Linked DNA regions of Mus musculus: all the other regions are linked to region 4. A link is a contact called in public Hi-C, HiCAR-type, HiChIP or PLAC-seq and promoter capture Hi-C data. All regions are on one chromosome and are shown on one strand. Each heading gives the region's core, a stretch centred on a gene start, on an enhancer-like site or on the middle of the called end of the contact. The rest is flanking DNA. Distances are from core to core; before and after follow the strand shown. Region 1 holds the start of Mnat1 (menage a trois 1). Region 2 holds the start of Ppm1a (protein phosphatase 1A, magnesium dependent, alpha isoform). Region 3 holds the start of 2210039B01Rik (RIKEN cDNA 2210039B01 gene). Region 4 holds the start of Wdr89 (WD repeat domain 89). Region 5 holds the start of Prkch (protein kinase C, eta).

What was found. Promoter capture Hi-C pulls out the DNA fragments that hold promoters and counts their contacts. Hi-C and Micro-C count contacts between places; a contact is called where the count stands out from the background. HiCAR-type assays count read pairs that join an accessible place to other places. HiChIP or PLAC-seq counts read pairs in DNA pulled down with a chosen protein or histone mark.
Region 1: a contact with region 4 is called in a HiCAR-type map of astrocytes, with 5 times the contacts expected there. The contact joins the promoter of Mnat1 here to the promoter of Wdr89 in region 4. A contact is called at or near these places in 1 of 39 promoter capture datasets (stem cell-derived epiblast-like cells) and 2 of 115 datasets of contacts at active chromatin or transcription factors (astrocytes and embryonic stem cells).
Region 2: a contact with region 4 is called in a Hi-C map of CD8 T cells, with 4 times the contacts expected there. The contact joins the promoter of Ppm1a here to the promoter of Wdr89 in region 4. A contact is called at or near these places in 4 of 39 promoter capture datasets (hippocampal neurons, liver, neutrophils and 1 more), 1 of 484 Hi-C or Micro-C datasets (CD8 T cells), 3 of 115 datasets of contacts at active chromatin or transcription factors (astrocytes, large pre-B cells and pro-B cells) and 1 of 9 other capture datasets (adipose tissue).
Region 3: a contact with region 4 is called in an H3K27ac HiChIP or PLAC-seq map of embryonic stem cells, with 10 times the contacts expected there. The contact joins the promoter of 2210039B01Rik here to the promoter of Wdr89 in region 4. A contact is called at or near these places in 3 of 39 promoter capture datasets (embryonic stem cells, liver and stem cell-derived epiblast-like cells) and 4 of 115 datasets of contacts at active chromatin or transcription factors (astrocytes, embryonic forebrain, embryonic stem cells and 1 more).
Region 5: a contact with region 4 is called in a promoter capture Hi-C map of stem cell-derived epiblast-like cells, with 4 times the contacts expected there. The contact joins the promoter of Prkch here to the promoter of Wdr89 in region 4. A contact is called at or near these places in 4 of 39 promoter capture datasets (embryonic stem cells, hippocampal neurons and stem cell-derived epiblast-like cells) and 1 of 115 datasets of contacts at active chromatin or transcription factors (astrocytes).

What each region holds. Positions count from the first base shown.
Region 1 is chr12:73,122,080-73,127,773 of GRCm38.p6, forward strand. Mnat1 (menage a trois 1) reads left to right here and starts at 1,638. Exons shown (of 8, transcript NM_008612.2): 1 at 1,638-1,847. The coding sequence starts at 1,759.
Region 2 is chr12:72,758,024-72,763,174 of GRCm38.p6, forward strand. It overlaps Ppm1a (protein phosphatase 1A, magnesium dependent, alpha isoform), which reads left to right and starts at 3,188. Exons shown (of 6, transcript NM_008910.3): 1 at 3,188-3,608.
Region 3 is chr12:73,546,910-73,551,979 of GRCm38.p6, forward strand. It overlaps 2210039B01Rik (RIKEN cDNA 2210039B01 gene), which reads left to right and starts at 1,574. Exons shown (of 4, transcript NR_044985.1): 1 at 1,574-1,662; 2 at 2,160-2,232; 3 at 3,287-3,332; 4 at 4,247-5,070.
Region 4 is chr12:75,666,463-75,671,780 of GRCm38.p6, forward strand. It overlaps Wdr89 (WD repeat domain 89), which reads right to left and starts at 3,075. Exons shown (of 2, transcript NM_028203.1): 1 at 3,010-3,075. Gm34717 (a long non-coding RNA gene) reads left to right here and starts at 3,263. Exons shown (of 3, transcript XR_381697.2): 1 at 3,263-3,619.
Region 5 is chr12:73,580,808-73,586,442 of GRCm38.p6, forward strand. Prkch (protein kinase C, eta) reads left to right here and starts at 3,989. Exons shown (of 14, transcript NM_008856.4): 1 at 3,989-4,718. The coding sequence starts at 4,356. LOC115488016 (collagen alpha-1(I) chain-like) reads left to right here and starts at 2,871. Exons shown (of 3, transcript XM_030247047.1): 1 at 2,871-2,960; 2 at 3,404-3,502; 3 at 3,623-4,328. The coding sequence starts at 2,871. The coding sequence ends at 4,288.

The DNA of each region.
Region 1 (5,694 bases), core at 388-2,887, 2.5 Mb before region 4:
CAGACAGAATTTCAGTTAGATGGAGGTGATTACAAAAATGCTTGGCATTAAAAATGTCCACATTTCACTGTTATTTGATGGCCTTTTTATGAATTCATTTAGTCTCCATTAAGCCTTTGTTAAGTATCAATAAATCCTTATCTCAGAGGTGGAGAAGACTTGTCCCTTACCGTAAGAATAATTCATTATCTAATAGACCTTTCTAAGGCATCTATTTGGCTAGGCGTGGTGGCCCTCACCTTTGATCCCAGCACCTGGGAAGCAGAAGCAGGCGGATCTCAATGAGTTTGAGGCCAGCCTGGTCTACAAAGCAAATCCAAGACAGGCAGGGTTACACAGAGAAGTGCTGTCACCCTGTCTCAAAAAACAAAATAAACAAAAAAGACTTCTGTATTCTTGTTAATACAATAAATGTGGCTTACAATTCCCAGAGAGAATCAGGTCCTCAGAGTTTTGGGATTGCTGAAATAAAGTTGTGTGCCTTTTTCTCTCTCTCTTTCTTTCTTTCTTTCTTTCTTTCTTTCTTTCTTTCTTTCTTTCTTTCTCTCTCTCTCTCTCCTTTCTCTCTCTCTCTTTCTTTCTTTCTCTCTCTCTCTCCTTTCTCTCTCTCTCTTTCTTTCTTTCTCTCTCTCTCTCCTTTCTCTCTCTCTCTTTCTTTCTTTCTTTCTTTCTTTCTTTCTTTCTTTTTTTAAATTTGTTTTTGGAGACAGGGTTTCTCTGAGTGTAGCCCTGGCTGTCCTGGGACTTGCTCTGCAGACCAGACTGGCTGGAACTCAGCGATCCACCTGTTCCTGCCTCTTGAATACTGAGATTAAAGGTGTATGCCACCACTGCCCTGCTCGAATTGCTTTATAAAATAACCTTTTATTTAACATTTTGGAAAATAAATGAGGTCTTTTATTGGGGGCAAGACATATGAGAGTTAGGTTGTACAATTCAGCTTGCCTGGCAGTCTTGAGGGGAAGGCCTTTGTGTAGGAACAGGTACTAGATATTATTTATAGAAGTATTCTGACATTTAGTAAGAATTTGTACAAAGAATTGCATTTAGATAATTTTTATGAATGTAAACAATTTATCTTGTTTTTTATTTTGTTTTTATTTTTTTTTGTTATATATTTATTTATTTTGGAGACAGTGTCTCCTTAGGTAGCCCAGGCTGTACAGAATTCAGTATGGAGCCTAGATCCAACTCATGGCTGGTTCCTGCTTCAGCCTTCCTAGTGCTGGTATTATAGGTGTGAGCCACTACACTTAGCATTATTCTAATCTTCATATATGTGAATCAAATTATGTTCTGATTACACAACTATGAAGACATCTACAGTACAGACTGTCCAATTTTCTAAAAGAGACTACTAGTTTGTGTTATTGACTTCATACCAGCATAAATCTTTGAAATCATGTGGATGTTTCCAAACGAAACAAGAATTTATCTTTTTGATATGATATGGTTCCTTGTAAAATGTAATTAGGCAAGAGGTGTGTAATTTAAAAGCATCCGTTCTCCCATCCCAAGATACTGAACTGATTCACCTAAGGTTAGGTTGGAACTGTAGCGGCTGGAACGGAGAACTCGCTCCCGGAACGTTTGTTTTGCAGCGCCTGGCTTCCAGCCGGTGCTCTTTCGCGAAGGACCATTCCGGCCAAGTGCCTGTTGGTAGCAGCTTAGTTGACATCTGGTCTGGGGGTTCTTGTAGGTGGCAGTGGCTGAAATCCGTGTGGAGGAAAAAAAAAAATCCAAAGCCGAAGAGACGCCATGGACGACCAGGGCTGCCCCAGGTGTAAGACCACCAAGTACCGGAACCCTTCTTTGAAGCTGATGGTGAACGTGTGCGGACACACTCTGTGAGTCTGGCGACCGTGGATTCCTGGGGTGGGAGGACAGCCCTGGGAGATGCCAGGAGGCCGCTGGGGGGTAATAAAGGGTGTGGTTCGTCTAAACAGTGGGGGAGGGGGATGCAAAAAGGGAGCGTCGATCCTTTAAAAGGTTCGTAGCCGCTCGCCCCTATCTTTTCTGGCCTACTTTGAAACTGGAGTTTTGATTGTGGCAAGCAGAAGTTTGGCAGGTTGACCCTCATCCACCTTTCCAGCCAGTGAAAATCTCGAATTTTTCCAGCTATGTGTTGTTAGCTAGACTCCAGACAGATGTCTGGCTGAAAGCGTGAGGGATTAGAATCTTTAATTTCTTAATAAATGTTTTTTTTTTTTAATTGAAAAGAGAACTGAAAACTTACTTTGGGTGTATACTGTTGCTGTTGATCGAGTGAACTAGTTGGAAAGCCTTCTGTGTATGTATACGTGTCCTGATGAGTTATGTTAGACTTAAATCATGTAAAGGAAGAAAATACAGACTTAAGGCAGTTACTTTGTAGCTAGATAATGGTTGGCTTTTATTGCGTGCTCATTTTGTTCCAGGCACTGTAGAGTCTTACCGTGAGCCATCTCTTGATAAGTTTATGCAGGTATAGTTTCTTCCTCACCGGAAATGATCCTGAGATTTCTCAGGATTGTGGGTCGTAGGAGTATGGATCCCAGGAAGTGGCTCTGGGAAGTAAGTGTATTTTGGTTGCTCAGTGGTGAAAGGATGGCGAGTGATTTTTTTGTATAAATGTTTTGAAGAATAAATGCAGAGTTTTGGTTAAAGTGTTTGTCAGTTTTTTATGGAGAAGTGGTTTAAGTAAAAGATAGTCTGAGACTAAAGGTACTATAAAGTTGTGAGCACAATATTCCTATAGGCTCAGTCTTCCTCCGGAAGGAAAAGGTAAAGTACAATGTGGTAGACAAGGTCTTCAGGCAGAAATTTGCACAATGAGCTATATATATAATTGTCATAATGTGATTATTAATTTCCTTAATTGGTCTTTCTTTTTTTTTTTTTTCCACGACAGGGTCTCTTTTCCTAATTAACTTTTATTTTGCTTTAGACAGCGTAACTGTGTCTGGATGGTTTAAGATTAAAAATCCAGAAAAGGCAGTCAACTGGAATGCATGAACTGTGGCAATGAGGGAATACTGCTGGTATATAATTAGGTGCTTGTTAAGACTGGGCATCAAGTGTTAGTCCAGCCTGACTTTAAAACTTTAGATTCTTCTCTGACTAAAAGTGTTAGAATTTCAGGTATGCACTACCATGACTAGCAGACTGTTAGATTTTTAGAAAAGTTTTGCAAAATTTCTGTGTCACTTATTTTAGCTCTGAAAAAATATTGAGATCATGTTCGTCCTTCATCCCCACTCTATCCTCCTTTAATTCCCTTCGAACTTCATCCCAAATTCTCCACCAGCTGCACCACTGAGACACATTCTCCCCCACTCACCACTGGGTACCCTCTGTGTTTGTGATGGAATGTTGAAGGGCAGATGGCTGTTGCTGTGGTGTGCACTCGAGGGCTGTTCCATGGCACTCCCTCTCATCTCTGGCTTTAACATTCTTTTTGCCGGCCCCAAAGCCTCTCAACCCCCATGTGTGGTGTGTGTGTGTGTGTGTGTCTATGATGTAGCTGTTCATCTATGATGTAGCTGTTCCATTTCTTTTCTTTTGTACTGGATTATTGTAGTGATGGAGTTTTCCTGCCTAAGAGTCTGGATTTTTTGCTTACTGAATAGTCTCTTTGGCTTTGTCTACTGTGTTTCTCTGTCCTCTGTGTTAAATCAAAATGATTAGGTGTATTGAGTTTTATCATATTTATATTTCACTGATGTATTTGTTGGTGAGAATAATTAGTAAGTGGTGTTTATTTATTTTGAGTAATATATAGAGATGTACACATTAGGAAACAGCACCTTGATTGGGCAGAACAGAAGGCACTCATCCTTGGGGGTTGCTCGAAAACGTGTGGGTATCCTCCGTGAGTTCTCTGGTCAGGGAGGAGGCTTCATTGAGAATTTCAGCCGCACAAACTTTCCCACACTTGCTCTCATCGTGCTGGGGTTACTGGCACTTGAGGCCATGTGCAGCTTTTTGTGTGGGTACAAGTATCTGAGCTCAGGACCTTCTGTTTGCACAGCAAGTGTTCTCACCCACTGAGCTGGCTCTCCAGATCTCCTCTCCACACTTTCTTTCCTTTTTCTTTTTTTGAGACAGAATTTTGCTTTGTAACTCAAGTTGGCCTTGAACTAGCTAGTAGCCTAGGCTGTCTGGGAGGGAACTTTGGTATCAGAGTTTCTTTCATAGGGTTTTGTCTTTATTGACACCTTCTAGTACTTCTTTTCTAGGAAGTTTTATTGTCAAATTTGTGCCCTAACATCCAAACGGATAACAGGAAATTGTATGTTAAACCTTAAGGATTATTTGTTAAGATGAAAATTTTATCTGTAAGAGCCAGAAATGATAGCATATTAATTGCCTAGCTCTTTATAAGTATAAACAGAAATAGAATTAGTTTTCTTATAACTTTTTGAAAAGGAAGCATGAAGTATATCTCACAAATATTATGATAGCCCTCTTGACTCTCAATTCTAGATTGGCCATTTAAGGTGTAAACTTAGTGAAAATTTGTCATACATTGTGAGGGATTACTTGAGGGAGAGTTCAAGTAAATTTAAGAGTTAATTTACTCTCATGTATGAAAAGATATTGCCAGTATCCTAAGTGAAACACTAATTTTTTGGGGCCTGCAATATGGTTAGCTTGAGTTTAATCCCTGGGACCTTTTTAGTGGGAGGAGAAAACCCAGCTCCTGCAAGTTGTCCTCTGATCTCAGAGACACACTCTTTCTCCAAGTAAGTACACATACGTAATAAAAATGGTTTTAGGAGTCAGTCTGTCAATTTGCTTCCTAACTTACTTAGCAAATAGAACCTAAGATGGTATATGGAGTGAGAATAATGAGAATTAAGCTTGGATATAGTAACAGTTTGGCTCAAGTTTTAAATGTGCTAAGTCTACTTTCAAAGACAAAAAAGCAAGGCTCAACAGTCATTTATTAGTTATTGATCTTTAGTAATTGATATTTTTGCAATTTTTCTTGTATACTCTATAAAATTTCCAAGTCTTGATTCCCAGACTTGACTCTTGATACTAAAGAATCATCTGGGATGTCTATTTATTTACAAATCTCAGGGCCCTGTTAATAATCTGATTTGGGTTGGGGTAAGACTTTATCATCTCTCTCTCTATATGTTATCCTTATAAATACTATATATTACTTATCCAAGGAAAGCTTGTGCTCAGTTTTGAAACATTCCTGGGGTAGTCATATAACAAAGAGTGTGGCAGACATGGGATCTGCCCTCCTCCACTTGTATTTAGCTCTTTTGCATGACTCAAAGGAAATTAGTTTGTAATTTTTCAAGGAAGAAAAGGAGAATCTAGTTATAAAATTTGTAATTGAGGTATGAAAGTGGTTTTATGTTATTCTTTTAAATAATCTACTTATTAAAAAGAACTATTTGTTTTTTAAAAAAAACTAAGAACTCCCCACCCCTACCCCCAGAAACTTGCCAGGTGTGATGCACGCTTTTAACCTTAGCACTTGGGAGGCAGAAGCAGAGGGCAGAGGGCAGAGGCAGGTAGATCTCTGTGATTTTTTTTTTCTTTTCCTTTTGCATACAGGATCTCTCTGTGTAGTCTTGGCTATACTGGTCTTGAACTCACAGAGATGCACCTGCCTGTGTGTCTCAAATGCTGGGGTTAAAAGCATGTGCCACCATACATAGTCTTATCTGATCTCTGTGTGTTTGAGGCTTGGTC
Region 2 (5,151 bases), core at 1,938-4,437, 2.9 Mb before region 4:
GAGAGTATTGAGTATACTAGGCTTTAATTTCATATATTAATAGTTTTAGGGGTTTGTTTGTTTTTATTTTTTGAGACAGGGTTTCTCTGTATAGCCCAGGCTATCCTGAAGCTCACTCTGTAGACCAGGCTGGCGTCTCACAGAGATCTGCTGGCCTCTGTCTCCTGAGTGCTGGGATTACAGGTGTGTGCCAGCACTGGCCTACCCTAATAGTTCATGTTTCGTATTAAGTGTATTGGGCTTTAGCTTCCCTGTGTCTTTGCCTCAAGTCTCTCAAGTCCTAGGCAACGGGAACACAGTAAGTTCAGAACTTTGACACTTTACCTTTTGACTTCCTTTCTCTGTGTGTGTGTGTGTGTGTGTGTGTGTGTATACATATATATGCAGAATATGATGGTTTTAGATATGTAAAATGATCAAACTGATATTTAACCAAGACTTCAACAGGGGTTAGAGGATTAATTAAAGTCTTACAGTTAAAACCTGAAAAACAGTTATCCCTCTTATTTCCAAAGTCCCTTTCCTCATGGTGGTCGCATCTACAATCCCAGCACTCAGAAGGCTGAGGAAAGTGTGAGTTTCAGGACAGCCAGGGCTATGTGTTTCTGAGGTAATATGTGCATATTGTGTCTAAGTGTTAGAAATTCAGAGACTTAATCTTGGTGACTTGAGACTGGTCATAAAGGAAGAACTAACACCTGGGAAGTAGCAAACACAACAGATAAAGGCTTGGCTGTGCCTTCTTGTCTGAATGTAAGAATGGGATTGAGAAAGGCTTCCTGTAGGAACTAAGAACTTCCTGTAGGAACTGGGCGTGCCACATCTTTGACTTTTACTTGGCTGTTTATTTTTGAGACCCTGTTTCAACACCACCACCAAAAATTTGATAATAGAAGGGAATATCAAAATCAAATAACTTTCATTAGACAATATTAATGTCTAATTCCGAGTTCCTAAATGTTAAATTTATGGCCCACAAGTTTCCTCATTCACACTACAAATGGTGTCCAGAGACACAACTGACTGGCTGTCTGTGATATACTGACTGGTCAGACTCCTGGAAAAAGAAATCTCATCATTATATTTTATATATTACATACTATATCAAATTGTATTTTTTCTTACCTCTTCTGTTACTCAAGTTTTCTTACAAAGATAGGACAGAGAGACTACAGGAATGTAAACCTAAAAACCCAGACAAAAACCTCCCAATTTCCTATCATGTGTACTGCCACAGATGACTCAGCTCTTCAACGAGAAAATGTATTGTTTAAGAGCACTGTAGACAGGTGTGGTGGTAGGGATGTGGAAGCAGGAGGACCAGTTAAAGTAATCCTCAGTTTCACAAGAGTCAGCCTGGGAAAGCCAAGACTCTGTACACACACAGACAGACACACAGACACACAGAGCACTAAATGGTGGCTGTCACAACATGACTTTTGTATGCCCATCGTGCAGTAACTTGTTTTAAGTATTAATAGTAGTACTAAGAATTGAGTCAGGTATGGTGGCACATGCTTGTACTATCAGCAATCCAGAGGCAGTCTGGGAGGATCCTTGTATGTTTGAGGCCAGCAAGCACTACATAGAGACCTTGTCTCAAAAACAAAACAAGCACATAACAAAAACCCTAACCAGGGCTGAGGACAGAGCTTAATGGTTGAGGACTTGACATGGTTTTAATCCTCAGCATCCCCACTTAACAAAACCTAAACAACATATTGTATATAATAATAAAACAGCATTTCATTAAAAGATTTCGCACCTAATTTCATTTATTTCTGCACTTGTATAGAAAAGAATTAAGAACTGTATAGTGAATTTTATTTTTACTTTATATACCTGGAGGTGCTACAAATTCATCGTATTCCCAAAATACTGAGTGATTTGGAGGGTCAGTGAAGATAGTGTCTGCTGGGAATTGGCAGTCTCACATGTGGTCCTGCCATTGATGTCAGGTGTAAAAGTGAAGAAAAGGGAATCATCTTCCATAAGTCGTGGTGAAAATATCAGAAATGGTTACCACAACATCCAAAATAGAGAAATAGTTTGCGGGATGACAGCCGGCAAAAGCAGGTTGTATTTGATCTAAGAGTCAAGACAATGGAGTGGTTTATAAGAGACACGAAGTAGCGGGGTGGCAAACTGCAGTAAGCACCAGAGAAAAGGGGAAGGCCTTACTGAAATTAATCTTGTTACTGGTCTGAACTCAATTTGGCTAATAGTTTTAGTATTTTTTTTTTTAAAGCATTAGCCTATTTCAGCGGAATATATGCTTTTTCTTTGTATTATATCAGAATCTCTCTTAAACTTCTATTCCTGCGAATTTGGTTGTAAGGGTTAAGCTGGTGACTGAAAAGCTGGGAAGGCACACCCAACCAATGGGAACTCATACTGGTGATGTACTGCTTTCCAGCTCTGATTCATTGGCTGCCTAGGGTTTGTCATTCTATCCCGGCGTCGGCAAGCAGCGTGGGTCGGGTTTTCTGTGGTCGAGCTAGCTAAACTGGATTTTGGCCGCCTGCACGTGCAGTTACCTTTTGCTCATCTCTAGCTCTCCGTGAAAGCAGCTGTCACGTTTCTGATTATCCTCTAGATTTTGAAAAACCCTCGGTTCCATTAGCCCCACTGGAGGTCTTTGGAGGTGCCCGTTGAGCCCGAATCACGTGACCCCGTAACGTGCACATAAATACAATTCGGAATCCCTGCAGGGACTCGGGGACAACCCGCGAGAAGCTCTAGCTAGGCACGTGTCCCAAGGCGTGAACGGTTTGCACACGCACGTCTGCGGTATGGCCGCGGCACTCGTGTGCGCCTCGTGGGGTCGAAGGGGCAGGCTGAGTCCCCTGTGCCGGGCGCTAACCGAGACTGCACCTGGAGACCGGCGTCCGTAGGCAGGTGTAAGAGTCGGGTGCGGACGACGACGACAGCCGGGTTTGGAGAGGCCCTCTGCGCCCTAGCGCGAAGGCCGCGCGCCTGGCTCGCACCCAGGACGTCCACGCTCCCTAGGGATCGGCCCGCGGCAGCGACCTGAGGAGCAGCGCAGGGCAGTGACGTCACCGCCGCCCCTCCCCCGCCCAAGCCGCAGTTCCGGCCCTCCCACATCCGGGTCTCTCCAGCCCATGGGCCGCGCCGCAGCTGCAGGGCCGGGGGTGGGGGAAACGGCGGCGCGGGGCGGGGCGGGGCCGGGCGAGGGGCAGCGGTGTCGAGAGCGCGCGTGCGCGGGGCCGCGCTAGAGGCGGCGGCGGTGGCGGCGCTAGGGGCGGGAGCGCGCGCAGGAGCTAGAACGCCGTGGTCTCCGCGCCGGCCGGGTCCGCAGCTCGGGATCGGGTGGCTGGGGCGGGGGGAGGGGGGCCCAGGCAGGTGGGGCGGAAAGCGATGAGTCCTCGGCGCCTCCTCCGCCTCCCGCGGGCCCCGCTCTCTGCCTCCCGCTCCGACGCCCGGATGATCTGAGCCGCGAGGGCTCCGAGAGCCGGGGGCCCGGACCCAGCCCGGCTCCTCCCCTCCTCCGCCCGGGCCCGGCCGCCGTCGCGGGACCCCGTGCCCGGCCGCCGTCGCCACCGCCGCCCCGGCCGACCGAGGGACCCGCCCGCCCGCGGCTGCTCCGGGTAAGCGCGGCGCGAGGGCGAGGAAGAGGGCGAGGGCGGGCGGGCGGAGGGCCTGTGCGGCGGCGGCCAGGCCTGGGGCCTGTAAACAAGCCGGGCGTCTGCCCGGGCGATCCCGGGAGGAGACGCGACAACTCCACCCCCTGGGCGGCCTCCTCCCCGAGCCCGCGCCGGGTGGCGAGGGGTTAACACGCGGCGGGGGCGGAGGCGGGGTGTGTGCGGCGGCTGGGAGGGGGCGCGACCCTCGGCCGGGCGGGGCGGACACTGGCGGCCGCGGAACTTTCGGGGAGCCTGCAGCGGGGTCTCCCCTTGAAGCAGATCAGCCCGTGAGTTCACTGGATTTGGAGACTCACCCGCTGGGTTGAAAGTGAGGCCCCCAACTCAGTAGTGATGCCTCCATTTCATTCATTATTCCGGCTTGGAGCAAACCCATTGAAGTAAACTACAGGTTTTGCATCATTTTGGCCTGATATATTGGAGGAAAGTTCTTTATGTTAGAGTTTAGTTTAGGCTTGGCTCCCTTCTGCTTGTAGGTTGTAAACACACTCGGATCCCCTTCTTGAAAGACAGCTGGCTGTGGAGAGCCTTCTGCCAACTGGAGTTTTAGATCTTTTGCAAATTTCATCATCCAAAGTGTTTTTCTCTTTTCTCAAACACTACACGATACTTAGAAATCCACAAAGGTCAGAGTCTAAGCAATCTACGATGCCGCCCCCACCCCAAGTTTCCTGATAGTTGGAATAATGCTCCTGGTATATTTTTAACCGCGCGGTTAGAGTATAAGGAGATTGGCATTGTTTGAGAAGAATAAATGATTTTGACGTTACGAAAATGAGTAGTTTTCCACGGTTCAGAGAAAAAAACAAAAACAATCTTTTTAAACCCTGGCTTTCAGATTTCAAACATGACTACTACTGGATGGAGGAGAAGCCTGCTGAAGAATCATAGAACTTAAATGATTGTTTTCTGGGCCTTAGGATTTTAGGGTTTCTGAGGGCTCACTACATAGTGCTTGGTTCTCACCTCCCTTTAACCTTTTCTGTATTCTGGGCCTTTGCCAAAGATTATTTCTGTAGTTACAGATGAGGAAACTAAGGACCAGAAAGATAGTGAGCACACACCCACATACTTATCTTCAATACCGCCTTTATTGCCTTAATGTCTGCTTGACTGTTTAATAATTTGAAGCACAAAGCAGATCATCTTCCCAGTGCTACAGTTCTGGGCTGCATTTTTGTGTGTGTGTGTGTTTGTTTGTTTTGCATTGCTGGGGATAGATTTAGCTCGGGGCCTCTTGAATGGTGCAAGACCAAGTTCTCCTCACTTGTCTTGTATATACCTGATTGAACAGTCAGCTATGTTGGGATGACTGCTTTTAACCTAGAAGCTTACAGCAGTAATACCTTGAAATTATAATGAACTATATGTGCAAGTTTCTTCAAACATTTGTATTAATACTAAACACTTTTACATCTGGGGAGTAATTATGTTGGTGGTATCAAATATTAAGATGGATAATGTTTTATATTAGTTGTAATACATGTTT
Region 3 (5,070 bases), core at 324-2,823, 2.1 Mb before region 4:
CTCGTTAAGGCTGTTAATCCTCGTTATTTAAGGAAAAGGGTGAGTCTTAAGTAGGGTTTCACTTAGTTTTCAAGCACAAAATACAGTGCCCTGGGAGTTACATTGTGGTAGCTGTATCAATTTCAACGTGGAGTTCTTATTCTCCCCTTTTTATGTAAGGGGGGGATTAGTTCCTAGCCAAATGCTCCAGTCTGGTTTAATAACTACAAAAGGTGAAAAGTTCTGTAAAAATAAAATGATTTATTAAGAATCAATGACTGGGAGAGTTTGCAGCCTTTGAATGTCTTCTCTAGCTGGTGGGAGGAACCACCAATGAGAAAAAAAAATGCTGTGGCCTGAATGTGATGTTCTTTTCAGATCTTCTTGATTAGAGAAAGGCCCGACCCAAGGCCCTGGAGGGCCTCGCTGATATCCACAGCCAAGGACATTTGCGTGTTTGGTCCTAGTTGAACTAGAAGGATGTATAGGCTGTATGAAAACTCCAACCAGCCTGGGCCTTGGGGCTGGTTTGTTTGTTGTTTTTGTTTGTCTCGGGGTTGGTTAGAATACACAAGGGCACAGGGGGCTATGCATGGAATCTTCCTTAGGTACAGAAGTACACTCCTGCAGCTCATACAGTGTGAATAGCTTAAGTGCTTTCTCTGTTATTCGTGCATACCCGTTTATCCAAATCCAAAGAGACTTGGAAAACTAAGAGCTGTTGGAAATATTTTTAATGTTGTCTTCCAAGTCTTCAGCCCTGTGCCGAACAATGTAGAAGAAATGGCAATTAGGCCAAACTGGAATCTTAGTAGTCTAATAAGGCACTCTCCGGCTGTTATTTGTTTGTTTGTTTGTACTAGAGTTATCTGAGAAGAAGGAACCACATGGAGAAGATGTGGGCAAGCCGGAGGGGTGTTGTTCTGTTTGATGATTGATGTGGGCGGGGCCCCCGGTGGGCGGAGCCCCCACTGGGCGGGGAGGTCATGGAGAAGGGATGAGGGCATGCTGAGCAAGCCAGTGTTCCTCCATGACTTCTGCTTCAGTTCCCGCCTCCGGGTTCCTTCCCTGAGTTCTTTGATGATGGACTGCGGTGTGGAAGTGTAGTCTGAAATAAGCCCTTCCTTCTCAAGTTGCTTTCTGTCCTGGTATTTTATCACAGGAATAGAAACCTGAGGCAGGCACGTAGTACATAGGAATAAGAACAGAATAGCCAGTAGCTGGCATGTGGTCACATCACATGTGGATGAGAGTGACGTTAGGTTGATTTTGTTCCATTGACTGACTATGGCTTGGAAGTGCTAACTTAGAGAATGCTACAGCTGTCCTCACTTCTACCTTTATTCCTCTACCCCACAAAAGCGAATCCCAAAGGGTCAAAAAGTTTCCCTAACACTTTTAATCTTTTAATAAAAGAATAGACAGATCTCTTTACCCTTCTGGAGACTTCCACCCACCCCATGTCATTGATTCACCCTTCTGTGTGATCCTGGCTGCAGGAAGGAGTCCAGTTCTCACGACTTTATCTAATGGATCTTAAGTCTACAGTCACACGGCCACCACACCCTGCAAGCTCACACGGGGAACTCAGAGCTTTCCCGGATGGTGTAAAGGCAGCAGCACACTCGTTCACGGATAGGGAAGCCAGAGCAGAAAGAGGTGGAGGTTTCAGAGCATAAAACGGTCAGTAGGATTAAACACAACAGAAAGGTCAAGCCGGATGTGTTAGGTCTCCAGCCCAGGACAAGGCAGACAGGTGCCCATTTAACATAGCAACACAGACCTGGCCACCAGGTTCTCCCCGCAGTTCTGCAGTCCCTACCTGGTCCAGGGCCCTCCTGGCTGCTGTATCCCACTCCTTATCCTGAACTCTCCATCTAGGGGGTTGGGTTGCTCTCTCCTATATAATCCAACCATTTGGGTTACCCACTCTCTTTGAACCTTTGGTCCTCCTGGCTGCTGTACCTGGTTCCCCTCTCTCCTCTCTCCTCCCCCTCTCCTCACAAGGCACAGCTCAGTCTGGTTATGGCCACTCTGGCCTTTCCCAGAGATTGCTGCCCCTGCCTGTGCTCTCCCATATAACTATAATAAACCTCCTTCACTGTACCCAGGACCTGTCACGTTTCCTTGTCTTTTACTTTTTATTTCTTTTACTTGTTTATTTTGTGCCGAAACCACAGGAATGGTATAAATGAGCTCGCTTCTGGGGAACGTGGCCGTTCCGGACTGAGCTGCGGAGCTGACTCTCTTAAGGTACGTAATGATCATTTGTTTCTGATGGCTTCGGCCACCCACAAGATTTGAGTCCAAATTCTGGAGTCTGGCTCTCCAGCTGTTGCTTTCTCCCCCTGCTTTCTAACTGTTCCTGTCTCCCTGGGCTCTGCCTTTTATGCCTTCCACGTGGGCGCTGGTTCCTGCAGCCTGCTCTGCCTCTAGCCTATACACCCCTGTAACTGCCTCCCTTTTCTCCTGCTCGCCCCTCCTGCTGTATTGTTTGGGTCTCTATCAGGAGCTGCAGCTCTGCCTACAGCAGCCTGGGACTCTTTTCCTTTCTTTCTCCCAATTGGCGCTCCAGAAGTATCTCTCTGTCTCCTGCAGCCTCCTGCTACCCCCCCCCCCCCTTAGGGCAACCCACCATGTGGACAGCCTTGAGGGTCTCTACTAAAGACACTTGCTGCCACCCCTCCATGTCCCATGCCTTCCCCCAGGAACTACAGCCCACCTGCAGTCCCACGGTGCAGTCCCTCAGCTCCTGCCAGCTTGTTTCCCTCTCACCTCCCTCTTGGAGTTCATAAGAACTTGCCCTCCCTCCGTCCCTTGATCATGGGGTTCTGTTTTGCTGCCCTCTCTCTTCCTGCTTGGGCTCAGATTTTTTTTTACTACAGCTTCACCTCAGTACAGATCAATGGCCCCAGTCAGCAAGCACACTTGCTCTGCAAATTCTCCCAGATTATAGCCACTTCTGCCACCATACAGGCAAATGATCCCAATATCTCTTATCTCTATGGTTCCATAATATTCCATTCTTAAATCGTTCATCTCTATGATTTCTTTGCATTGTGTTTTCAAAAACAAAGCAAAACAAACAAACCATAAAACCCCTGACCTCCTAAGGCTCTGCTGTAAATTCTTATCTCAAGATTTGTAAACTCACTGGGTTTGGTTAAAGAATCTGTAACAGAATTTGGCTTAAAACTTTATAACAAAAGGTTTATAGTTAAAACCTATACATAGGAATTTTAATTTGCTGCAGCATCCTATATTTGTGATTCAACCCTTGTTTATGTAAATATATGTTTTTAAATAGCAACCATGTGGCTCTCCTCCATCTTGGCAAATAACCTCAACAAGAGGTAAGTAACCACATGGCTTCAGCCATCTTTACTAAGGTTGAAGGAAGGTTGTACATGGCATGTGACGCCACCATCTTAAGATGGCCGCATGGCATAAAGCAACAGTTCTAACATGACTCAGTCCTCCTGGACCCTTAGTTTATCCTTGTATCTTCTTTTGGACTAAGGGGGCTGTTGAGGTACACTCTGTGCAGATGTGTCTCTGTATATTCAAGTGTTAATTCTGTACCAGCAGAGAGCTAATGACCCATTGCCAGGCTCATGTTTTATAAATAGTTGTTCCTTCTTCACCTGCCTAAGGCCATCTAGAGTTGTATCTGATTGGCTTTAAAAAAGAGCTGACAGCCAATAGCTGGGCAGGAAGTAGACACTGGGAGAAAAGGCGAGGTTGGGAGATTCAGCCAGATGACCTGGAGGTGAACAGGCAGACCAGAGAGGAGCAGAGAGGTAGACCTGGCCAGGTGCTGGGACGGAGTACCAGGAGCCAGGATTAGACTACCCTCCTGCTCGGCAAAAGGCCTATGCTTTAAAATATTAATAAGCCTCTGTGTTGTTATTTATATCGCTGGCGGGTCTGTCTGAGATAGTCTCACTATATATAGGAAGCAACAACTAGTCTCCAAAATATTTGTATTGATTTGTATAGATTTTTGTATACCCTTCTCCTTCTCTACTGGGTCAGTATCACCCCGAGCTGCCTGCGTTTTTTGCTGTTACTACAGAAGCCACACCAATGTACCAGGAAGCCCCTCTCAACCCCACTGGGCTCCATTCACAGGGACAAGAGACACTTTTCTTCTTTCTTTTCTTTTCTTTTCTTTCTTTCTTTCTTTCTTTCTTTCTTTCTTTCTTTCTTTCTTTCTTTCTTTTTTTTTTTTGAACATTTTTCTCTGACACGTTTCCCTTTACGTTAGGAGACACCCGGATGACAATTCGTGTTACCACAACACCTTACCTATCTCAGCTCCTCAAATCTCTCGGCTCTGGTCTGCTATTTCCTGTCCCAGCTCTCGAATTCGGAAAACCTGGGGACTGATGTATACCTGTGTCCCTCGGAACCGGCTGCATGACAGCGTTCTGGTCTCGGGCCTTTCTGTTGCGGCCGCCAGCAGCTCGCAACATGAACGGTTCGACTGAGAAGGCCACTCGAGCTGTAAGAGAGGAATCTAGACGGGGCGAAAGAAGAAACGGAGCTAAGACAAATTCATTCTGATCAAAGCTCAAATTTTATTGTTGCGACACTAGTTATAAAGGAAGGGGGAGGGAACCCGACTCCCGCCGAATAATCTCTGGTCCAGTAGAAAGGTGCACGTGTGTGGCTCCGCAGGTTCTAGCAGTGGGCGTGGCAGAACGAATGAGCAGGAAGCTCCACCCCTGAGCAAGCAGGTTTCAGGCTGGGGGAGGGGAGACTACACCTTTCCTCATTATTATACATGTTATCATCATGTACTAAGTACTAAAGGGTGCTTGGATCATGTGAACTCCTTAGTAACAGCCACATGAAGAAATGCATTCATTCTGCATCCTTTGTTGTTACCCTTAACACTCAAAGGGAAAGAAAAAGAAACTTCACGTTTAAGTACTTCTAAAATTACCTCACTCTGTCTTTCTATTTTCTAGGTTTTAACCAAGTTAAATATTAGTTTTAATTGGTTATAATCAGGATTAAAAATACATTCTTACTCTACTTGCCAGATCACTGCCTTTTATAATGAAAGGAATGAAATAAATATTTTTT
Region 4 (5,318 bases), core at 1,825-4,324:
GTTCAGGAGGCCTTTGATACCTTGACATTAGCCCAGTCACAAATTTTAGTTGAAAGATGATACATTCGTGTTGCTCATTTACCTATGTGCGCATGTCTGCAAGTGCCTGTGTGCTGGTGCCTGCAGAGGCCAGAAGCAGCTCCAGCTCCTCTGGAGCTGAAATGAATGAGCCTTGTGAGCTGCTCACTGTGGATGCTGGAGATGGAGCCTGGGTCCTCTGCAAGAGCAGGGAGCTTTTACAGGTCAGGAGACAGCCCAGGTCTCTCTCTGTAGCCTTGGCTGTTCCAGAACTCACTAGGTAGAACTCACTGGCCTTGAACTCAAGAGATCTGCCAGCCTCTGCCTCCAGCATGCTGGGATTAAAGGCATAGACCACCATACCCTGTACAGAAACCATTCCTAGTCCCTGAGCCATCTCTTCAGTGCCACATGCATTCAGTCGTAAGTCACTACATCTGTAGTAATTTGTTATAGCAGCCATCTGAATCTGAGACTAATAAACCCTTTCAAAACTTTAGTAATATTCAGCTATGATGGCTTATAATCCTAGCATTTGTGAAGCTGAGGCACTGGTTTTGAGGCCAACCTAAGGTAAATGGTGAATTCAGGACAGCCTGGGGTATTGTGCAAGAGCCTGTTTCAAAAACAACAGGGCCAGTGGGAGTGCTCATCTGACCTAAAATTGATTCCCTGGACCTACAAGGGGGAAGTAAAGAGCAAATTCCAAGTTGTCCTCTGACCTCCACAGTTGCAGTGCCATGTCTGTCTGTCTCTGTCTCTGTCTCTGTCTCTCTCTCTCTCTCTCTCTCACACACACACACACACACACACACACAATGTAATAAAATATTCAAAGACAGAAAGCTTAGCAGTGAACTGTATATATTCCAACTAATACATTTGAGCTTGAGTCCAGACTAAAGTACAATGAGACTGTGAGGTTTTCTTCTTTTCTCCACTTGATTGTCTTTTGTTTTAGAGAGACCACTGAAAATGTAGAAATGTAGGGTTTCTGTTTTGTTTGTTCTTTTAGCATAAGAGTGGGAAAGAAAAAAAAAAAAAACCATAACAACAAAAAGCTAACCCCAGCACTCGGGAGGCAGAGGCAGGTGGATTTCTGAGTTCAAGGCCACCCTGGTCTACAAAGTGAGTTCCAGGACAGCCAGGGCTATACAGAGATACCCTGTCTCAAAAAACAAAACAAAAAAACAACAAAAAGCAATGTCTTAAGCTGGATGTGAGACACTGGCCTTTAACCCCAACATGCAGGAGGCAGAGGCAGGTGGATCTGTGAGTTCAAAGCTAGCCTAAATTCTAGGTCAGCCAAAGCTACATAGGTTGAAGCCCTGCCTCAAAAACAACAAGAAAGATACACACATACACACACACAAAACACACAATGTTTTCAGTTCTATTTATAATAAATAGAAGGTGCAGTTCGGTTGATGTGAAAGCCTATAATTCCAGCACTTGAGAGAACACCAAGTTCTCTAAGTTTAAGGCTAGCCTAGTTTACAAAGTGAGCTCTAGGACCACCAGAACCTCACAGAAACCCTGACTCCAAAACCCCAAACCAACCAACCAACCCAAACCAACCAACCCTGAAAGTTGCAGAAAACAGTCAAGATTTTAAACAAAGGTGGACACGAAAGAAACCTCAACAGTCACAGGGGCTGACTTACTTTTGCCCTGTTCTATAAAATCTAAGGTAAAAAGACGAGCTAGACACTTCTCACTTCTGCTCTCTAGATAGTACTGTCCTGACCCCAAGATAGGCGGGTAAGTAGTCAACACAGAGGTATCTCACACTTACATTGTTAACTAGGCTGCATGATTTTGTGGTCTTTAAACAAGAAGCAGAAACAGGTATGGTTGATACCAATAACATAGACTATAAGTCCACATCTTCACTGAATTATCACAACACTGAGAAGCAATTTGGCACGGACCATGCACTTTTTAACAACCTGATGATTGCAAAGCAAAGTTAGGAAGTAGACCTTTAGACTGATGCCTTCCTACCAGTTCATCTTACTTGGATAATAACCAATTAACTGGTTTCCTGGTACACTGTTTAGGATTTTAAAATAATTTCTTTTTTCTTTCCTTTTCTTTTTTTGTTTTTTCAAGACAGGGTTTCTCTGTGTAGCCCTGGCTGTTCTGGAACTCACTCTGTAGACCAGGCTGGCCTCGAACTCAGAAATCCGCCTGCCTCTGCCTCCCAAGTGCTGGGATCAAAGGCGTGTGCCACCACTGCCCGGCTTTAAAACAATTTCAAGTTAGGAAAGAAAACAGGAGCGTTTTACTAGTTGTACTATCTTTAATTTTACATTTGTGGAAGCTGAATTCCCTCAATTTAAGTTGTCAGAGTTAGCCTAAATGAGACATTTCACAAAAATAAGATGCTGCCAGCACTGCCTCTTGGGTGGTTTTCGTTGTGAATTAGGTTTGTGTGTGTGTGTGTGTGTGTGCATGACAAAGTTTTCCCAAGAAGCACTGGTTAGCTGGAAACTCAAAGAGATCCTCTTGCCTCTACCTCCCTCCCAGTCAGTACTGGGATCCCCGGTGTGCTTCACCACACCCGACCAGCACCTAGCTCGGTGGACAGCTGTGTGGCCTAGATGACACCACACACGTAAGGAACTTAGCCTAGTAGCCTGCATCACAGCACATACTGTACGACTTGGCTCCGCGTACCAAATGAAAAAATCTGCTTTTTGATGTGGAAAAAGGCCGGAGCCAGGAGGTGGGTGTGGGATGAGTGAGAGGAAGGGCAGGCAAGAGCGAGCAGGGACCTACCCACCCTTCCTCGAAACTGAAGCAGAGACCTTCGGGTGGCATGGACCCCACATCCTGGCATACAGAGACCCACGCGGTCCCTGCGCATGCACGTGCTCCCTCTCACACCACCCGCTCCCCTTCTGCGCTCCCCGCCCAGGGCTCTCCACGCGCGTGCCACCCAGTGGCCGCCGGTCGAGAGAGCTGCCCGCCCTGCCCAGCAGAAAGTACCTCCGCAGCAAACCCCACACTGGAGCTGGAGAAAACGCACGCTCTGCCCACGGCCGGCTGGAACTCCGCCCTCCGGCTCTGATTGGGTAAAAATATAGAGGAAGCTGAAGCGGATTGGTCCATAGCACAGAGGCCGGACCATAACCAGCGGGCTCTTCTGAAGCGGGAGCCGCGCGCCTTTGCTTGCTACCTTCCGATTGGACGAGGGCAGAAGGTCTGCGCATGCGTAACTCGGTCTACGGACCACGCCATACAACACCTCCCTCTAGGTCAGGTTAACGGAAGTCCCTGGGACCCAGCTTCCTGGACGTGTGGCCAATAAAAGGCAAGATCGTCACCGATTCCGCCTTTTCATGCGGATGTGGCTTTGCAGTTTCTTCCAGCACTTCTTCCGCTTCCTCGGACTCGGGTGTAAAGTTATTTCGCGGACCAGAGGAGTGGGGCTGAGGCAGGATTTCGTGGATCTGAAATAACCACACGTGATCACAAAGCCTAGCTATACAGGCGGGTTTGAACGAGCAGTATCCGGCCTTCACTCCAGCATGGCTATGACTCAAGGTTGACAGGAGCGCAATTACAAAATCTGGAGGTAGTTTTGCCTCGGCCCCAGGTAACTCTGGGAATTGAAGTCCATAATGGTCAGGTCCTGTCTCATCTGTCCTATTTTGATGTTGCTTTTAAACTTTAGTTTGATACAGGGCTGATGTTCCAACTGTAGTGGAGACATGACATCTGGCCCTACCAATAGGGGAATGAGCTCTGTCCTTGAACACCAAGAAGCCCTGAATCTAGTTTAGGTGGACTCTACCCTCTTTTCATTATAGATGAATACCTGTGGTATAACAACCATGAGACCGCGTTTTCCAGTGTAAACAATTCAGAAAATACGTACTTGGTTAAGCGATAATGCAAACAAGCCAGATTGTCCCTGGAAATACATTCGGCTGGGACTCGTGAAATTAACGTGCTGTGTATACCCACAGGAATCTGAATAAGGGGAACTAACTAGGGGATATATCTTGGTGCTGTTAAAAGGTATCCTTCCCCTGGAAATCCCCCCAAGGTGAGTTTAGGTTGGTCCCATTTACAGCTAGTAGAGTTGGAGATAGAGATTATTGTTTGATTAGTTGCAGTTTCTAATTAATATCGGTCTTGGTGTCATGGCATAGCCAGGAGTCCTGACCTACAGTGGGTTAAGAATGGTTAGGGAACTGACATACTCTTTTCATATCCTGAACACTGAGATGCTGGCTTCCACTGCCTTCTGGACCTTTATCTATGAAGTTACTAAAGGGAATTCCTGGGGGAAATTGGAGTTGGGAGCTTGCCATCCTAGGGGGCTTGTAACCTGACCCCCCGGGGTTTTGGTCTTTGCCATGCCCTGATCTTTATATCACAGGTAGTGATGGTTCTTATTTTAGGACTATGAAGGGATCCGTGTAACCCGGAGAGGACTCAGTTTTGCTATCCAACCAAGAACAATGGCTTTCGGGGAAGGGGCATCAACTGCAGCCATAGTGCTGGACCCAGGGATGCGCTTCTCCCCAGGAGCAAGTGAGCCATGCCCCAGTAGTCTCTGGTTGTAGCACTTTACAGAAATCTACCTGGAAGGTAGTTTGGGTTTCAGTGGATAGATTGGTTAAGAGCTCCCTGGTTCTGGTTTTTTACATTTTTATACCCAGTGCCCTGACGTATGGGGACTTGGGAGCCTTTCCAAAAGGAGAGAAAAAGACAAAATAGGACAACTATGATTCTAGGGCCCTTGTCAGTCTTTAGGGGTTTGGAGGACCTAGTGACAACTCATTTGTCATTATTTTCTGTAGCCTCCTTCAGCTGGATATGGTGCATTCATGGGGTGACCTTCATTGCTGTTCCAGTCCAGATCCTCTTTACCCATATGAGGTCACCAGGCTGGAACTTGCAGGCAGGCTCAGACAGGAGACAAAGATACAGCCTCTCCAATGATCTGATGAGTCTTGCAGGGCCTGTAAGGACTTGAGAAGGCAATGGTTAGTAATTTCTGACTGGTGCATCTGGCCCTCGGGAGGGCAAAATGTAGAAAGCTGGCCCAATTTTTTGCCATTATTAAAGCCGTATTTTAAGAGTTTTGTTTTTATTCTTTTTATCCTGTCCTGAGCTTTGTGGCCTGTCTAATTAGTGTGTAACGCTTTTCCCAGATTTGGGAATATTTTGACTATGAGGGCCAGACCGTGTCAGACCCCAGAATATGGGCAATCCAAGCCTATGGACCAACTCCTGGAGAAGCTTTTGTGGTAATTGATGCAGCCTCTGCTGGTTGGGGTAGAAAT
Region 5 (5,635 bases), core at 2,739-5,238, 2.1 Mb before region 4:
ACCAAACCTTGTGTTTTTATGTTACACTCTTTACTTCTTCATTTTTCAGCTCAACTCACTCTGGATGGTCACCTACTGCCCCAAAGCCTTGTCCACTGCCGAAACCACAGGGCGCCTTCGCTCTGTGCTTATGTAACCTCAGCATCATCTGACCTAGCTGAACACTCCTCCTGCCTGAACTCTTTATCCTTTGGCTGCCACAATACCTGTGCGCGGCGCCTTCTTGGCCTTTCTCTTCCTTTCATGCTTGCTTCTAGGCATCACTGCCTCCCTCTCCACCCACAAATGCTAGGGTTTCTGAGTAGCTCTGTCTTTGTTCTTTTTATCTCATGCTGCACCGTCTTTGTCTGTCTGTCTTCCTTCCTTCCTTCCTTCCTTCCTTCCTTCCTTTCTTTCTTTCTTTCTTTCTTTCTTTCTTTCTTTCTTTCTTTCTTTCTTTCTTTCTTTCTTTCTTTCTTTCTTTCTTTCTTCCTCTCCCACAGCAGAGCTTCGCCCACTATTCTGGCTTCCATTACTATCTGTATACCTTGGCTCCTAAATTTATGTCTTTAGCCCAGACTGTCCCTTGGACTGTCACAATCACCTAGCCAATTGCCGGATTTCAGATTTCCACTTAAATGCATCAAGCATCCATCAAACCCGACAGGTTTCAAATCGAACTCTTCGTCTCCTCCCACAAATCTTTTCTCCAGCGCCGTCTCGGAACTCCTTAACAGCTCCCCAATGGACCCAGCTGCTTGAGCTGTATTCTGCAAGTCATGCTCCATCTTTGCCTTCCTCATTCCCTCCCTTCCATCCAGCCTCCAAACCTGCCAGTTTTACCTCCTTAACGGTTCTCAAATCAACCTATTTCTCTTCATCTCTATTAACCGCCCGGAAAATCCCAGTTAACAGCAACCTTCTCACAGGACCCTCTCCACCCAGGCGTCTTCTTTTCAATAGACTGGCCACATGGCCCAAGAAATATTTTTAAATCCATAAATCTCACCCTGCCTTGGCTCTGCTTAACAGCTTCCTGGGCTGCTGAGATTGCTCATAGGAAATGTCCATAGCCTTTCTCTTGAGTCTCCTCCCCAGCCTCAGTCTGGCAGTGTGGCTACCTATGCAGCATTCTCTTACCCACTTGACTTTCATCTTTCCTGTCTCCAGCTACCCAGTCTTTTCTCCAGACAGGTCAAACTGTGCTGCTTCTTCGAGAGTCTGACCCATCCCTGCTGCCTACCTCTTCAGAGGACATCATCTATCCACAGGGATTACACGTGTCAGGACCCCTGGCCCTTTCTTTTCCAACACTTGCCACATGTGATGTTTCTGCTGGTTGTTTCTAGGTCCTACAGGAGTATCAGACACTTGGCTGTCCTGCCGCTGCCCACCCCAGTGCCTGGTAGGGTGAATGTGAAATGTCTGGTGTTCCTTCAACCCCAACCCCAGGTCAGCTGTGTAGCTCCTCTTCATTTGGAGATAGTCTTCTTAGAGTGCAGAAGATGAACAGCAGCCCTCATGGTTCTTTTTTTTTTCCACATATTTATTTTATGTTATTTTTTTAGATATTTTCTTTATTTACATTTCAAATGCTATCCTGAAAGTTCCCTATACCCTGCCCCCGCCCTGCTCCCCTACCCACCCACTCCCACTTCTTGGCCCTGGCATTCCCCTGTACTGGGGCATATAAAGTTTGCTAGACCAAGGGGCCTCTCTTCCCAATGATGGTTGAGTAGGCCATCTTCTGCTACATATGCAGCTAGAGACATGAGCTCTGGGGTACTGATTAGTTCATATTGTTGTTCCACCTATAGGGTTGCAAACCCCTTCAGCTCTTGGGTACTTTCTCTAACTCCTACATTGGGGGCCTTGTGTTCCATCCTATAGATGACTGTGAGTATCCACTTCTGTATTTTCCAGGCACTGGCAAAGCCTCACAGGAGACAGCCATATCAGGGTCCTTTCAGCAAAATCTTGCTGGTGTATAGAATAGTGTCTGCGTTTGGTGGCTGATTATGGGATGGACCCCTGGGTGGGGCAGTCTCTGGATGGTCCATTCTTTTGTCTCAGCAATACCTCTCCTGGGCATATACCCAGAAGATGCTCCAACATGTTAAGGACACATTCTCTACTATGTTCTTAGCAGCCTTATTTATAATAGCCAGAATCTGGAAAGAACCCAGATGTCCCTCAACAGAGGAATGGATACAGAAAATGTGGTACATTTACACAATGGAGTACTACTCAGCTATTAAAAACAATGAATTTATGAAATTCTTGGGCAAATGGATGTATCTGGAGGATATCATCCTGAGTGAGGTAACCCAATCACAAAAGAAGTCACTTGATATGCACTCACTGATAAGTGGATATTAGCTCAGAAACCTAGAATACCCAAGATACAACTTCCAAAACACAAGAAAATCAAGAAGGAAGACCAACGCGTGGATACTTCATTCCTCCCTAGAATAGGGAATAAAATATCCACGGAAGGAGTTGCAGAGACAAAGTTTGGAGCCCTCGTGGTTCTTAAGGCGAACCGGCAGCTCTCTGGAGGAGCCAGGTCCAGCTCTTTAGGGAAGAAGTCAGAGTTGCTTTCACCCAGCCGACTCTACCTCTACAAACGGGTTGCTAGCACACTTTGGAGAGCTCTGCCTGAACTGAAGTGACCCTCTACTTCCTTGCCCCACTCTTTCAGGAAGCCTTGGTATTTCCAAGAGAGGCCCATCCGGCCAGCCCATTGTTCTCCATCTCATCCTATAGTGTGAAGCTGTTACTGGTGAGGTCTCAACTCCCTAATGAGAAACTGCCCAGAACCTTCTCAGCAAGCCAAACCATGTGCTAGAAAGGGGACAGACGACCAACCAGCCTGTTCAGTAAGAACGAGTATGGTGAGCGTCCTTAAGCGTCTTAAGAATGGCCTGGACTTTATAGGAGACATATTGGTTGCGGCTGGCCCTCAGGGAGCAAGCTTTATGGTAGAATGGATTAGACCAAAAGGTGTTCCTAGGAGACAAAACCTGTAGAAGTCACGAGATGGGTAAACTTAGGGTCTGCCCACTCTGACAATAACAACCTAGAGTGTTTGTTCCTAGAAGAGGCAGCTGAAAGCCACTGTGTGTCAGGGTGGCGCATGTGAACACTTTGCTGCCCTTATAATGCAGGACTAGGTGGACCAGCAAACCGCCTCTTGCGGAGGAAGGGACTTATTACATCTTGGCCTTGTCAGTCTCCAGCAGAACCAATCTTTCCTGCTCTTTGTGCAGTGACACACCTCTCCCAGGAAGGAGTACAGGATTTCCATCATTACCATTGCCCTATTAAAAAAATACGCAAACAAAACAACTAATTACTCTCTGCCGAAAAGGCACATAAACAGGATGAGTCTAAGCTGAACCTGGGATGACCCATTCCGGTAAAGATTAGGAAAGGGACCTCCCCTTCCCCACAGAACACCCGCCTCTGGCTAGGGCTCTGTCACCCTCCGGCAGGGTCTCCAGGCCACTACTTAGGGTGGGAGGTAGGAACTCCCTGCTGCTGATTTTCCGCATCCACCCGTCCTGCCAATTCTCTCCCCGGCTGTCTCCCACGCCTCAGGTGTTTGCTGGCGGTGGGCCTGGAATCCTTTCTTTTTGTCCAGCCCCTTAGGGCAGCCTCCAGCCCGAAACGCACCGCCAACCCGGCCACCGGGAGCAGGGATCCGCGAGCACTCAGGGCGGGAACCGCCCCTGGGGTGAGTGGGGAGTGCGGGCCCCCTTCACCGCGTAACCCCGGCACCCACCCCTCAAGGCGGTGCTGCCCGCGGTGCGCCACGCCCCCGGGGTCCGGAAGGCGTGGCAGCCCGCACCGGGCTTCTGAGAACTTGGAGCCCGGCGGCGCGCGGCTCTGGCCGGGATGCGGCTGCGGTTGCTGCTGCTGCTGCTGCTTCCTGGTTCTCAGCTCACCGAGTGGGGGAGAGCGTGAGCCCGCGGAGGCGGGGGCAGGAGGAACGGGCGGAGGCGGGGGCAGAGACGCCAAAGCTGGAGCTAGCCGGACGGGTCGCTCCTGCTCTCCGGGGAGACTATCTGGCCGGCCCCGGAGAAGGGGCGAGCCCCGCGCGCTCCAGAAGGACGATCGGGAGCCCAGCAGCCCGCCGAGGGCTCGGAGCCCGGCTCCCCTCCTTTCCACCTCAGGAGAAAGGGCGGGAGGGAAGGAGGGGAGGGGAAGATCCCTCCGAGGAGGCGGAATGGCCGGTCGCAGGGGGCTCGGGCGCTGCTTCTTCCCAGAGCTGCCTCCACGCCCGTGGCAGCGGAGAGGACTGCCCTGAGCCCGGGCTCCGGGTTCCCCAGTGCCAGCCAGCGCGGCCCCCTCGGGGCTCCGGCAGCAGCGCCGGCATGTCGTCCGGCACGATGAAGTTCAATGGCTATCTGAGGGTCCGCATCGGAGAGGCTGTAGGGCTGCAGCCCACCCGCTGGTCCCTGCGGCACTCGCTCTTCAAAAAGGGCCACCAGCTGCTGGACCCCTACCTGACGGTGAGCGTAGACCAGGTACGCGTGGGCCAGACCAGCACAAAGCAGAAGACCAACAAACCCACCTACAACGAGGAGTTCTGCGCCAATGTCACCGACGGCGGCCACCTGGAGCTAGCCGTCTTCCACGAGACGCCCCTGGGTTATGACCACTTTGTGGCCAACTGCACGCTGCAGTTCCAGGAGCTGTTGCGCACGGCTGGTACCTCGGACACCTTCGAGGGCTGGGTAAGTAGCGATCGCCTCACTCCTCCATGTCTGCTGGACCTTCCCTCCTTTTAATTTTCGAAACTCGTCAGAGTCCCGCTCCCTCATCGCCCTGCAGGGGAAGGAATTCCCTCTAGACTTCGGTCCTTTCCCAGGTGGCCTGCACTGTTGACGCGACAGCCGTGGGTGTATGCGGGCGCAGGTGGGACTCTGGGAATCCGTCCTCTTTGTGGACCTGGACTTTGCACTTAGGGGAAGCCCAATAGTGATACAGAGTTCCATCCCCCTCCTCCCGGGGTAGGGGGTTTGGGAATCACAACTCTCATATAAAGAAAAGCAGAGAAAGGGCGATATGAAAGGGATATGGTTTGAATCAAGTGCTTCAAACACTTCTTAGGAGAAAGCCATACATTCTCGCGAGTATTATTCATAGTGTTTATGGATGCATGTTGGTTCAGCCACACAGACGTGCACACGTGTTTCAGCATGCACATCCATTACATCCCAGAGGTACAAAAGCTACACTGGCAGGGATCAGAGTGAGTGCATGGCTTTGCACCCTGGCAGAGTTTTGTTTAGCTTTTCCCTTGGGGATTGGGGGCGAGGGTGGAGGCGGGAGTGGTGGGGTGAGAGGTTTAAAACTTCTCTGTTTGCTCTTAAGTTCAGTCAGCCTGGGTGTATGGGTGCTTCCAAACTATTCCTCTGAGAAGAGGTGGCCAAGACACCTTAGGTTTGGGTCTCCTCCCTCTGCGTTGACCTTTAGCTGCCCGCAACTTCTTATATGCTGCTGCCATTCCCATAGTTCCCTGGAGATAGAATTTTTACTGTAAATTTCTCGAGTGCCTCACACAGCGCCAGAACGCCCATATGTCTTAATCCTCACGCTGTCTTTGTGATGCCGGGGTTATTGTGCTCACTCTGAGACACTGAAATGATAA